Linked DNA regions of Siniperca chuatsi: region 2 is linked to region 1. A link is a contact called in public Hi-C data. All regions are on one chromosome and are shown on one strand. The core of a region is the stretch at or near the end of the contact, and the rest is flanking DNA. Distances in the headings are between cores, read along the strand shown.

The links. Hi-C and Micro-C count contacts between places; a contact is called where the count stands out from the background.
Region 2: a Hi-C map of an unstated tissue shows a contact between it and region 1, with 4 times the contacts expected there. The contact joins the enhancer-like site here to the promoter of myca in region 1. A contact is called at or near these places in 3 of 3 Hi-C or Micro-C datasets (liver, skeletal muscle and an unstated tissue).

The regions. Positions count from the first base shown.
Region 1 is chrLG19:18,642,653-18,649,719 of ASM2008510v1, reverse strand. myca (transcriptional regulator Myc-A) reads right to left here and starts at 4,067. Exons shown (of 3, transcript XM_044175831.1): 1 at 3,910-4,067; 2 at 2,016-2,706; 3 at 663-1,650. The coding sequence starts at 2,670. The coding sequence ends at 1,046.
Region 2 is chrLG19:18,688,261-18,695,327 of ASM2008510v1, reverse strand. No RefSeq gene overlaps it. Among protein-coding and RNA genes, the nearest start is that of LOC122867022, 27 kb to the left of the region's middle. Within about 2 kb of position 3,642, the one cell type or tissue checked has an H3K27ac peak away from gene starts, as active enhancers do. A contact at or near this core is called in liver, where this site is marked.

The DNA.
Region 1 (7,067 bases), core at 2,818-5,317:
AACCAACCTGTTTTGTTATCATACACTTAAATCTTATCTGGGTAATAAATTAAGTGATTATTTGAAACAGCTCCAAGAACAATGTTCAGGAAAATCATGTAGGATATTAAGTCTGTGTGCATGAATTGATGTTTTTTTTAAGCATTTCTGGTGCATATTAAAAGCAAAACAGGTCTAATTCAAATAGCTGAATTCCCTCTTTTGTCCATAAAACAGATAGAGTGATTGTGACACTTTTTGGTGAAATTTGTTCACTTTAGCATCAATAATATTGGAATATCTTCAATAACAAGCTCTCACTTAGGTTAAAATGTGCCAAGTTTAAATGCTTCTATGCATAAATCAGAGACCATGGTCTGAGCTTACCTTGTCTTCTTTATGACCATGCACTAGGACAGCATCAAAAATGGCATCTTCAAGTGTAAATATTAGTCATTTAAACCCTTAATGTACTTTATAGTTTACCTTAAGCAGTCAGAGGGAGAGGAATGGGTTTGTCTGGGCATCATTACACCTAAACATGACAATCTGAATCCATGTCAGAGTTATATAACCATTTATGTGGTTTGTCTCCTCTCTACTGCAACACGTACCCCCCAGCACATATTCTACTCAAAGTAACTGATGAAATGTGTTTTGTACTGCAAGAACAAGGACGCAAATTCAAGAAGAAACATTTTTTATATTTCAAAAAGAATCTAGGAACATAATGGAAAAAAACCAAACACTGGGTCTGAACATCCAGACAATTGAGAAAATACATTTTCTTAGGAAATATTAATTATATACAAAACATAAAAATTTATATTTTAGTTTGGGCCCTCAACAGGGTAGCCCCATTTTTTTTTTATATTTTATTAATAAAAATAAACTTTTAAATATTTAATCCACCCATAACTTCAATTGAGGCAGTTTTAACATTGAAATCAAACAAGATTCCAAAACAACTTAATCCATTTTGCATTTGCATGCAACAAACAACTGTACACCCCAAGTCTTGAACTTGCATAAAAAACAAAAGGCCAAAAAGTCTATGATTCAAACTTTAAGCATGAGAGCCCTGCAGCTGTGCCAGTCTCTGCATTAAAAGTTCACTTTTCCTCCGCAGCTGTTCTTTGAGTGAGAGGAGTCTCTGTTCGTCCGACTGCATGCTGTAGATGCACTCCGTAGCCTTCTTCAGGATCACCACTTTGGCTGCCTTCTCGTTGTTGGCCACCTCTGGGATCTCGTCCCGCAGGGCGAAGAAGCTCAACTTGAGCTCGTTCCTCCTCTGGCGCTCCAATACGTTATGAGTCCTTCTCTTGTCATAGTCCTCAGTGTCAGACGTTCGCGGGCTCGAACACTTGCGGTTGCTGCTGATCTGCTTGAGGACCCTGCTGTGACCGCTGCTGCCGCCGCCGCCTCCGCTGCTGCTCTCCAGCTTCATCCTCTTGACAGCCGGCTGCTCGTGCCTCATGGATGGATGGGCGGCGTAATTGTGCTGGTGGGTGGAGACGTGGCACCTCTTCAGCACGAGCGGGCTGGGATGCCTGGTTTCCGCAGGGCTGGGGTCGCACCGCTTCACCGCTTGCCTCTTCTCCACTGTGACCACGTCGATCTCCTCTTCCTCCTGGTCCTCGTCCTCATCATCATCATCTCCATCCTCATCTTCTGCAACACACACACAAAAAAAGCAAAACAATCACACTCTGCTTCAGCAGAAAGGTTGTAATACATTCACACTGCATGCCACAGTGGGAAGGGAGGGGGTACAGTCTCTCCTTCCACATCAGTTGATTGCTTAACACTGCAGCCATACCCTCCAGCTAATCTCACAGCAGTCTACAACATGACATGGGTGGAACAGACAGCATGTCTCTACCTCCTGCCTGGAAATCTGACTGCAAATCATATGAATTAAAAAGAGAATTGGCCTTCCTTTAATCAAAACAGTGGATGCAAACCTTGCACACTCAGCAGAGGGAAATTCCTAATTGCACAGAGGGGTGTGCCTGCATGATGAGCGCACAGCTTACCTGAGTCACTACAACTGCTACTGCTGCTGCTGCTGCTGTTGGGTGGCGTGTCCAGTCCCAAATCTTTACTAGGCGGCGTCCCTGCGCTCTGCTTGGGCGTCTCTGCTATCGGGTACGGGAAAACCACAGATGGATCAATGCACTCCGACGCAGATGTGTTCAAATCTTGCAGGTAGCTGCTGTTCAGCCTCCACGCAGCTGCACCGGCGGGCTCCGCGCACTCACCGGCCGCCGACTCCTTCCTCGCAGCGTGCAGGGAGGCGAGCCGCTCGGAGACAACCTTTTCCAGCTTGGCCGCGGCGGAGAAGCCGCTCCACATGCAGTCCTGGATGATGATGGACTTGAGGAAGGTCTGGGAGTAGTCGGCGTCGCAGATGATGCTCTGGTTGACCACGTCGTCGCCCAAGAACTCGGTCACCATCTCCAGCTGATCCGCCGTGGAGGGGAAGAGGCTTGACAGGGACGGCCGGCGGCTCGGGGAGAGGGGAGGGGTCGGCAGCAGTTCAAATTTCTTCCAGATGTCTTCGCTCGGCGCCGGAGGCTGAAGCTGCTGAGGGTAGAAATCCTCCTCCTCGTTGTCATAGTAGAAATACGGTTGAAGAGAGTCGTAGTCGTAGTCATAGTTTTTACTCGCCAAACTTGAATTCAGCGGCATGATGTCTCTGCTGTCTTTTTTATTATTATTGTGAAGCTGGTTAAAGGAAAAACAAACGAAATGTGTCTGATTAGATGCTGATTCTAAAAAAGCTCTGCAGGTTCACAGTAGCTGCTTGGCACTGATCCTGCTCTGCAACATAAGTGTAAGCAACATCACATGGTCACTCCAAAACATCAACCCTGTTTGCACGCCTTGCATGCATGCACCAGTGCTGCAGCAGCAGGTGCTCACAACTGGGAAACTGATAGTAAATTAAGTGCAAGAGGGAAAACCCCACCTTCACTAAACGACTACTGACGATAAACTAATACCTTTTTTTGACTTAACTGGAGTGGGAAGGTGACGTGCGGCTCCAGAAACCCACTCCCTCCCCTTACCTTTCAGATTTTAAACAGTCGGCGGAAGAAGACGGGGCGAAATCGACCCAAAAGGCGCAAAAAAGAGCAGGAAAGTTATTCCAATACGAAAGAAACATTAAATCCTTCCACGGAGGTGTTGCAGTCGGTTTCAGTGACGCTGTGTGAAACATGCAATGGGAGCTGAACGGCTGCAAAAGCGACACGCAGTCTGTCGTCAGCAGCGTTGGAATCACAGCTGAGCGCTCCGCCGGCTGCAATAAAAACGGCCGCAGCACTCCTCCGCTGTATCCTTCCGCTCGTTTTCCCGCGAAACACTCGCCGGCCTTGAATATATCACACACACCAAAATTATTTTCCGCTTTTATCACCCGAAATAATCTCTGCACGCAGTTAAGGTTGATTTAAACTTGAAATACGTGTTTTTATTCGTATATTTTGTCACTAAATGATACATTTTGTCTTTACGCCGGGTCTATTTCGGTTAAGAAGAAGTGGGAGGGGTCATAGTAGAGCAGAGCTTCCATTGACCGGAGACATGCAAAAAAATACTATTGCAAGTAGTAGTAGGAGATAATTAGGACGAGTTATTTTACTACTACGCCACCTAAAATATCACCAAACATCTCAAACTGTCTCATGAATTCTGTTGAATCTCGTTAGTATCATCGTAATTAACCAGTAAGTCAGTTTTACCGCCTTAAAGGTTAGACTAAATTTACCTGCTTTTGTACAATCAAACACTTGCTTTAAAAAAAAAAAAAAATCACACTTTTAAAGCGACTGTCTGCAGAAATGCTATAAACAACACTTGTTGCCAGGTTTGCAGCAATTTCCACGATAATGCATTAGCGCAAAGCTCACAGGTGCAGGAGCTTACCTCGATCTGTCTGCAGGCACTGACAGCTCTGAATTGGGCTGAAACAGGTGAATTAAACAAGCAGACACGCTATATGATTGCAGTTTGTGGGTAATGTATTAAGTTAACATGCACACAGTAAAGAAACAGTGTGTGCGCTCCTGACCATGTAGTGTAGCTGGGTTTTGAGGTTGGACAGATTGGCACCAATTAACAACAGGAAGGAAGTAATTAAAGGAATCAGATGGGTACCGCAGCTAGATGGAAGTGCTCTCCTCTGCTGTGATGGGGAGGAGGGACGGGTTGAACGGGCTCGGAGCGCCCTCTGCCGGTCAAAGTGCTCCAGGACTGGACAGCAGCTAGGTAGGTGCAGGGTCACACTGATGGAGCTGAACTTTACTCCACAAACCATCAATGAAGTGAGAGATTATTGACTGAAAGTAGATTAAAGAAACTGAAAGTGTGCAACACTATAAATGGCACAGTAAGAAAATAGTGCCGTGGAGCTTTTTATTGGGGTTACTGGGGCACTTCATTAAAAAGTTGACAAATATAGCGAAGCGTGCAGTCTTTTGACAAAGTAAGCTGTGCTATTTTAATAAGCTGAAAAAGAAGACCACCACAAAGTTATTTTATTTAAAATGATCAGTTTATATTCAATTTTGTTGTTTTGTCAGACATCTTACAACCTGTACAACTAAAACAATCATTGCGAGATAAAGGATAAGTTCAGTTTCCCCCCCCCAAGTCTGTCTCAAAACAAGAAAACACAGAATGAAGACTGTGGACGGTGAAAATCACTTTTTAAAGGGATCTCTTTACAGCCAGCATAGGCACGAGGAACAATTAGAGCGACCAATAACTCTTTCAGTGTACATATTGACGTGTGAGATCGACGTGAAGAAACCTATGCACTGATGCTTTTAAAGGAAAAGTGCTGTTGTCCATCAAAGATGACCAATCACTGAAAGAAATCAGACAAATACAGAAACTTAAAATAAAAGAGATACATTATAAGTATATAAAATAAAAATAAGAATAGAATAAAATATAAACTTTACAAGAGCAATTAAATCAAAACTATTTGGCACATTATTGCCTTAAATTATGTACTCATCATATTTTCATCAACTAAAGATAACGTAGTAAATTAAAGTGCTCTTTGTGGTAAAGATGAACATATAACATTATTTATTGAGTTTACAAAGTTTCACTGTTGATGTTGGAAATAGTAGTTAGTCAAACATTTTTTGTAATAAAATTGTTGGACATAAAATATCAGGTCTCAATCAAGGAAGTTAGAGGTGACTGTGGGTTCATGCATTAATAATACTGCAAATTACAGATAATTTTTATTATACAAAACATGAGAACTAAATTCTTTATAGCTTTTTTTTATATCTTTGTCACTTGTAAAACCAACTACGCCCTTCATGTAATTTGTAATGTGTAAATTGTGTTTTTGAATTGTGCTTTTATTCTGCTGCCTATATTTGTTTTCTTATACACAGGTTTTGATCTCAATTACACTACTTTGATTGACTAACATGTTTTCTTAGCATTGAAAGAAAATAACATGTATGGTGTGTAAAAGTGTAGCCTCACATTTAAACTAAACACATGAGTAAACCTGCAACTTTACTCAGATTTCCTCTGGAAAAAGGCAAATAACTGTCATTGCAATGAACACGACAGACCGGACCAGAATCAATTCATAGTATAATTAAGTGTCATAAATGTTACTAACTTAAAAAAGTTAATTTAGTTAAGTAGGCCTAGGTTGGTTAGTTACATTACTGTTAAAGTCTTTTCATTTAGTCTAATGAATGAGAAAAAAAATGTATGTAAGCATGAAAACCTGATATTAAATTTAAATAGACGCACGATATCTCTCTTTAAAAATATCATTTTTAAACTTATAACTCCTTTAAGACTAAGCGACTAAGGAGTGTCTATAAGCTCACTGAGGGAAGCGTGGTTCACTAATGCTCACAGACACATAAGCGTCCACTGCTTGAGGCTTCAGAGGAAAAAAATAAATCAATAATTGAGCTGGCAAATGGAGGAGAGCAGAGAGAAGGAGACAAGAGGGTAGAAAAGGAGAGAAGAGAGATAACATTTCTCTTGTTATCAAGTCCAGAGGAAGTGGAAAAGAAAACCCAAACTGAAATGACACCCCCTCTCCCGTCCTCCATACTCATTCCTTCATCCTTTCTCTCCCTTCTCTCCTTTCCTCACTTTGGGATGCTGTGTGGAGGATAGCGATCATATCTACCAGACTCATGTGTTGTGGTCATTGTGTTTATCGGCTCCGGATGTTTCTTGTGTTGCTGTGTTTTCAGAGCGCCAGGAGACACAGAGGGAAGCTTTGAGACTGGCTGGCATCATTTCCTCTGATAAGTGGAGACTTTAAGGTGCTTGGGAAAAGTTTGAATGTGGGTTTTTTTTTCTCTCTCAGTAAAACTGGTTCTACCACTTTTGATTGACACAGTCTTTATACAGTAAAGTGCAAAGGTTTCTGCACTACACTAATTTTTCCAAAATATTTCCATCTAGTTTGGCAAATGATAATAAATATAGCAAAAAAGTGTTATTTACATAACGTCATACATCAGTTTAATACTACATTCTGTATAAATCTATAGTATAAGGCTCTAAGTTGGCTATAAAGGTGTTAATTTCTAACACTGCAATCATTCAGAGCAGTAATTGGCAAAAACAATTCTGCCGAATGAATTATCAAATTGTTCTTCTAGCTGTAAACTGTTGACCCCCACGGCTTGATATAACCCACCTAGCAGTAAAACAACCACAAACACCAAAAACTGTACACAATTCAATGCTAAGGCAGCTTTATTTATACAGTTAGAGCACATTTCATACTCAAAGGCAATTGCTTTTATATAGGACATAAAATATTTGAAATAAGGAATAAATAAGAAATAGTATTTAAACCAAAATAAAAGAATAAACATATTAAAAATAAGAAATTAGAAATAAATAGTGGAAGATGAAAGCTAAAGATTTATAAAGTCTTGTGATCTTAATTATGTAAACTAATACCAGGCTGGGAAAGATGTATGATTATCAAACCACTGCTAGCTACTGTGTGCTAAATTTACATTACACCATTATATTTTTAAGTGTCAGATATCTTACAGTAACATTATGCATATATA
Region 2 (7,067 bases), core at 2,393-4,892, 46 kb before region 1:
ACAGCCAAGAGACTGCTAGCTTATTTTAGCCAAGAAACAGTCTGGCACAGAACCCCCTATAAAACTACAATGTGTTGTTTTTACACTGTTTTTTCTACAGATTAAACAAATAAGATAGAATGTGTTTATTAGCAAGTTTAAGAGGTGCTGGTAGGCGAATGTTTTTACCTTTGGACAGAGCCAGGCTGACTGTTTTCCGCTGTTTTCAGTCTTTGTGCTTAGCTAAGCTAATTGGCTACTGGTGGTACCTTCATATATACCGTACAGACATGAGAGTGGTGTCAATGTTCGCATCTAACTCTCGGCAAGAAAGCAAATAAAAATGTTTCCCAAAATGTCATGCTATTCCTTTAAGTAGAGAAACTGGGTGAACTGACCCTTTAAAGGGCTGCTGGACTCCATAACCTGCTCTTCCTGCAGTGTGTCTTCAGAATGTGGACTTACATCAGAGAGAAAAACCTCACACACCACCTGAATTATAGAAGACAGTGTCGAACATAAAGGTTAGTAGCACAGGCAGCATAGATACACAGCTCAGGGAGTCAGGTGTTCATAAAACTGTAACATGCACTCATAAAACATCATTGCACTAGAGCAAGATAAACACTGTTACACTCCCTCTCAAGGCCACTTAGAGAAAAAATACAGCTTTTCTTTCTGAATCAGTGCCTGGAACAGTGTTATCACAAGTTGCAGCTTTAAAAATACATGATGAGGTCCAGCGTTTTATCGTTTCATCGTCAACATGGCCTCCACTGCCGCACCTGTGAAGGGGATCATAAAGTTCCCAGCTGCTACCATCCATTCAATAAAAATAAAGCTGAGAACAAAGCGTCTCAGCCTGTGTGATGTGTAAATTCATAGCTACCCGTCATGTTTCTCTCTATCGCCTCCGCTGTGGCTCTGCAGGGCAAGTTTACCCAACCCATTACAGCATACAGCGTACAGTAAGAGGATTATATCACCAATCCCCTGATGTCACTGTAAAGCCACAGAGGCCTTAGCTCATGGTGAACCCCCCCCCTCTCCAACCCCTCCTTACCCTCTCCTGTCAGTCTCAATGGTGCCGCCCATCACGATCTGGCAATCATTTCACAGGTTCAAAACATTTCCCCTTCAGGCCGGTGATGACAGGAGCTTTTGCACATGCTCAGATGCTCAGACATTTACTTCTTTGGCTGAGTGGCAGAACAACTGACAAACTGCCCACAGGAAACAAACAGCCATATGGTGTGAGCAAAGGTGCCATATAAAGCCATTAAGCCATTTGTTCTTTGACATGGAGGTGCTCCTGGAAATGGCCATTTTGTCATGTTCAGTCAGTCAGATGAGACAACCTCTGATACCGGCTGATTACTGCACACACCTTCTACCTTAAACTACAGTGAAGCTCTTCCATCAACCAGGGGCCAATGCTGGAGCTGGTTCCCAAACCAAAATTTAGCTGCTCTGACTGTTTTAATCACCAAAAAAAAAGAAAAAAGAAAAGAGAGAAGAGAAAAGAGGCTAAATCAGCTCAGTTCCAGCCTCTCTCCTAACCTCAGAAGGGGTCGCATGAAATGATTAACAGAATAAGAAAACAGAAAAAAATTAAGAACTAATGGAAAACGCACACCTTTTCTAGTGAGGTGCTGGCTCGCAGGCAGACATCAAAGACAGAATGGGAAAGCTGCACACTCAGATGCAATCATTTACTTCACTCACTTCCAAAGATTGACGTTTCAGCAAACTGCCCTCTGCAGGATTATTTAGTTGAAACGTCAATAATATTTTTCGCGGAAACCATTTTTTAGACTTTTCTCAAATTTTTTCTTCTTTTCTTGTGAATTACTGGATAGTTTTACATCGTCATCCCTCTAAAAATGATTAAAATAACACAGTCTGGGAACAAAGAATCACCTTTGTGACTTATTGATATAAGTAACCGGTGACACGGGGTCACAAGTAGACCTCGCTTCATTTTAAGGGATCACAAGACAAAAATAATTGGGGGAAACTGCTTTGAGGATAAAGCTGGCATTATTTTCAAATCCCATGAAAAGACCGAAACAAGGTCTCATTTGGCGGATCCACATTAATACAGTTTCTTTGTCAATGTCATTTTAAAAGTTCAGTTTTTGTGCAGTTCCATTTACAAGGATGGCCACTGTTTTTCGTACCACAGCAGCCCTTGGCCTCATGTTACCTTACATCAAAAATGATTCCAATCAGAGGTATACAGATTTTAAATTTGGGGAAAAGAGACTGGGCCCTGGTTTTAGATAGGTATTTAATAACGGCAGATATCCTGGGTTTAATCTGTGTTGGGAGTCAAAAAGTTTGATTAGTGCTTCCCAAAACAATTAAAAACACATTTAAAAAAAGCCATACTTAGCATTTGGGTGACATGACAATACATGTTTGCACACATATTATCTTTTTACATGTGTTTTGGTATTTGCATTTGCATTTTCTGGTGGAAACTTAGGTAAAGCCAAATCTAAGTGCAGCACTCTGTTGTTGTCAAAGACAACAAGGAGCACCAAAGTCATTCTGATTGGCTAACCTTGGTCTATGAACGGCCGTGCAATCGTCCTGTTCTCAGACCAGCTGCAGCCTTCTATCCTGTCCAGTCCAGTCCTCTTAAGCACAGATGGCTCTCAAGAAGGATGTCTGCCAGGTGACTGAGGCCGGGACTTTGCAACTCAGCATTTTGGTTGAGGTTAAATGAAGGCCGTTCATTGTGCTTTGGGCCCAGGCGTGTGACTCTTACCTGGGATTAAGTCCATCCATTAGTTAATCACTCTCACACTAAACCTCCTAAACCCAGAGCTCAAACAATAGAAAACATCTCACAAAATCAATCAGCATTTTACAGTGGTGGTGCTCAGAGAGATTGCTGCGCTGGGCGTCGTATTATTCATATGGGTGATAAATTGGTCGTCTCTGCTGTGACGTCTGCTGAGTTTTATCTCTTAGAATGAAATCTGGCATCCACATGGCCGACATTTTAAGCAAATTACTAAACACATTCCCCCGCCGGCATGATCACTTTATTGTCATTAAAAAGATTTTACTGCTTTGATGTCTGAGGCTGTAACACTCAACAGGCAGTAAATGTCCAAAATGTGGAGGGAACACGGTTTCGTAGGTCAGGATAAGAGTTTCTGTTCTTTCTAGATAACAGTCCTGTATCACTCAACCATGCTTGACCCATTGCTCAATTTACCCAGGGTTCAAAGCAGCGGGTCACTCTGACCAGATTTGGTGAATATAGCCTACAAATTAAGGGAAAGGACAAGCGAAATTTTAAAAACACATCACAACAGCATGAGCTCATCGTATTTGGTAATGATTAACAGAGTTTTCCCTGATATCTACCCTGACATATCCGACGTGGAGGTCCACTTGATCCTTTGCTCACTTTTGTCACAGAAAGCCTATATTCAGAACTTTATGCAGTAAATGGTGATGATACAGCAATTTCTGAACAAAGAAATGTATATACGATAACAATAAAAAACTGACAAAAAGTGCAAATTAGCTGCAGCGTTTCCTGACTGTAAGCTCCGAAGTTTAACAACCCCAAGCTCTGCTTTATTGCTGCTGTGCTTTTCGAAGGTGAGAGAAAGAAAAAAAAAGAAGCGAAGGCATGGGAGAGTGTTAACTGTTTTCTGTAGAGCCATTCATAGTCTCTCTACCGCTGGAAATGCTGGTGAGGAATTCAGGGAATGCGGCTTCTCAGCAGAGATCAAAAGGGTTGAACATTAACAGCGCTGAACTCTTCAGCCCTCCAATGCTGCTCCCAGGGACTGGCTCTCAAGTTCAAGGGTCCCGCAGGAGCCCTGTTGAATGCTCATTGTCAATAGCAGGTACGTCACATGGAGCAGTTACATGTGAAGCCGTGGGTCATCCCCTCTTTCTGGCCCCAGCGCCCTGCCAACCCGCTTCATGCACACAAAGCCACTATGGGGCAGAGCAGGGGTGAGTTTCAGAGTGGTAAACACAAATAAGCCCATGTGTGTTATTTCTGAGGAAAATTAGAAGCCAAAATGTTTTTCTGTGAAGGTTTAATGCAAGCAGAGGACAGAACATGACACACACAATCATCTGAAATTCCCAAGCAGCAGTTTTCCCAGTTATCTAAACTTTGCCGTTTTGCAATAACAGAACATATATTTTGCAAGAGCTGCCAGGTCTTAACCTGAGGTAACAACTGTTCTCCAGATGAGCTCTCAAAACCGGTCAAACACCTGCAGTATTTCAGACCTGCAGGTGTTTGTTTTTGTCAGACACTGAATAAACCCATCTGGGTGCCCCCCGTATCTAGAAACTGTCAGAGCAGGCTGCAAATGAGTGGGCCTAAAGATAAACCATCCAGATTAGGGACCATAAATAAGTGATCTTTGTACTGAGATGCCTCTGGTCCTTTCAATCCACCTGTTGACGACTGTTAAAAGTGGCCATTCAGACCTGAGAAGTTAATGAGCAAATCGGAAAATTCGATTCAGTCTGGTTGAATTTAATTCCCTTTATTTCAGACCAGAGCTCCACATAAGGAGACAATTAAAGAAAGGGAAAGTATGCGTACACACCAGATACACACACACATCCAGCATGCACACAGACACACACATAATACAGCTGAGGTGGGATTAGTGTCAAATGCTACAACTATTGTACATATAGTATCTCTTTGCGGAGGCCTTGGCAGCGTTCCCAGATAGTAAGCAGCTACTAGTGAACAGGACTTTGGGTGGGTGCCATGTTTTGACAGTGAGGGATGGGGACGTCCATGCAGCAGCTGTGGGTCTCTGTCACAGGGCAGGAATGGGAGGTAGGAGGGTTCATAGGGTGACGCTATGGTAGAGGCGCCCTCTCTTGTAAGAGGCTCAACCCGCTTCCTGCTGGGGGTCCGGACAGATTTATGACCCGGCAAATTAAGTGTTAAAGCAGGATGTTCTGTGTAGAGCCGGAAACTTAGGCGTGGACATATCTGCATGTGTCTGCTACACTTGAACTTATTATAACAGTTTGTGCATATACTGAATGATAAAAACTGCAACACATGTAAGGACCCTGTGTTTAGTAGGAAATTTGTCACCACATAGATTTAAACAGGAGTCTGTATGTTTTCGTACATTGTCGCCCTCTGTGGTGGCGGGACGTAATCGCATTAATGTTTAAAACTACAACAAAGACGACCTGACAAACACTGTCAGTGTTACACATACTGTATACTGTAACATTGTAACATTCCTGTTTAAATTAGCAAAAGGTGAAAATGTGCCAGCTACCTCCTAAGCCCACTACTTGCATATTGGTGTTCTACAAAAATGTCAGAAAATGGGTCACTTCCTCTGCGACCGCTCTGGTTTGATTTTTCACTTTGTTGGTGTTGTGGCCAGAAAGGTAGCAGGTGGAGCTTCTATCCAAAGCAATGAGAATAAATTGTAGCATATAGACAGCAAATCCAAGTAAGTGTCTTGACGGCATTAACACGTCACACTGCAGATGTCGTAAAATTACAACATTTTAAGTAAAAGACGTCATTGTTTTGAGCTGTTGCTGAGTTTTTATTCTTAGGTTAAGCTATTTTTGTTAAAGGCCCATATAGTAATGTTTTTGTCCATATATCTGTAAATTTGATACATTAACATACAGAATAGAAAAGTTTGAATTAAAGATCAAAAATCAGCTTTCTTGTGTGTTTCTCCACTGGTCATAACTGAACATAATATATGACTATATTATTATTGTGTTCACCAACATTAGAGATGTCAGAAAATGTTAAACAGCATAATAATTTATATTTATTTAATTCGTTGTCTGGTATTAATCCTTGTATTAAAAACCCAATTTCAAAACCGAAGTCAATCAATATGAAATTAACAGCAGCTCACATTTTGCATTTTGGTGAAGGGGCCACCTTTTGTTTACATCAGTGGTGGAAGAACTTAAATCCTTAAGTAAAAGTAGAAATACCATAGTCTTAGAAAAATAAAAAGTAAAAGTCCTGAATTCAAAATGTTACACAGAAGCATTATCAGCAAAATGTACTTAAAGTATCAAACGTAAAAGTACTCAGTATGCAGAATTATTATTATTATGAAGTATTATGTTATTATAGAAAATTATATTATTCTGTTTTTATACTAATATGTGTATGAGTATTTTAATTTTGCAGTTCATCAATATGGAGCCAATTTTAGATACTTTGTATACCACTAGGTAGATTTGTATGACAGTACTGCATCATATCATATCAGCATATCATGTTTTTTTATGAGAAAAGTGACTGTAAGTGTCAAATTAATGTAGTGGAGTAAAAAGTAGGTGTATATGGAAATACTCAAGCAAAGTACAAATATGTCAAAATTGTACTAAGTACAGTACTTGAGTAAATGTACTTAGTTACATTCCATTGCTGGTTTACATTTGTTTTACAGACTGTGCCTTTAAGGATACACAAAATTATACATTTTATGTGCAAAGAAAACAAAAAATTTAATTTATTTTCATAAAATAGGTGCAAATTTCTTGTGACATCAGGCTCCATGGTTGCTATTTTCTCTATTATTGGTGGAATTTAATTGAACATGACATAATACATTGGAAATTCATTTCCAACACACTATTTTTATCAATAAGATTTGAACACAATATACTATCGGAGAGATGGACTATCAATCAGCGCTTGCTGCTTCAAACTGCATACTCAATTGGTTTTTGATCAAAAGCTCCTGAAAACACCTTCAGTGGCTCATGGGGGACACCAGGCGCACTCCCACATGAATATTTGACAACCCATCAAAGACATGAACAGGGTAAAATGCAAAAGAGGCAACTCATAATCATCAGGGGTGCTTTTTGGCCCCTCATTTTACAGGCTTTTTATGAACCTTCAAGGGCACTTTTGCCCTAAGCCCTTGTTAATTCTGACCCTGGTTAGTGTGTGTATGTGTATGTAAATGTCTTTTCGTCTGATTTCTTCACTTATCATGCAGTCTAGTTATCAGAAATTGTCTAAAAGCCTTGCAATCTCTCTGACAGACGGCGGCCACAGAGCGTTGGGATATATTTTTATG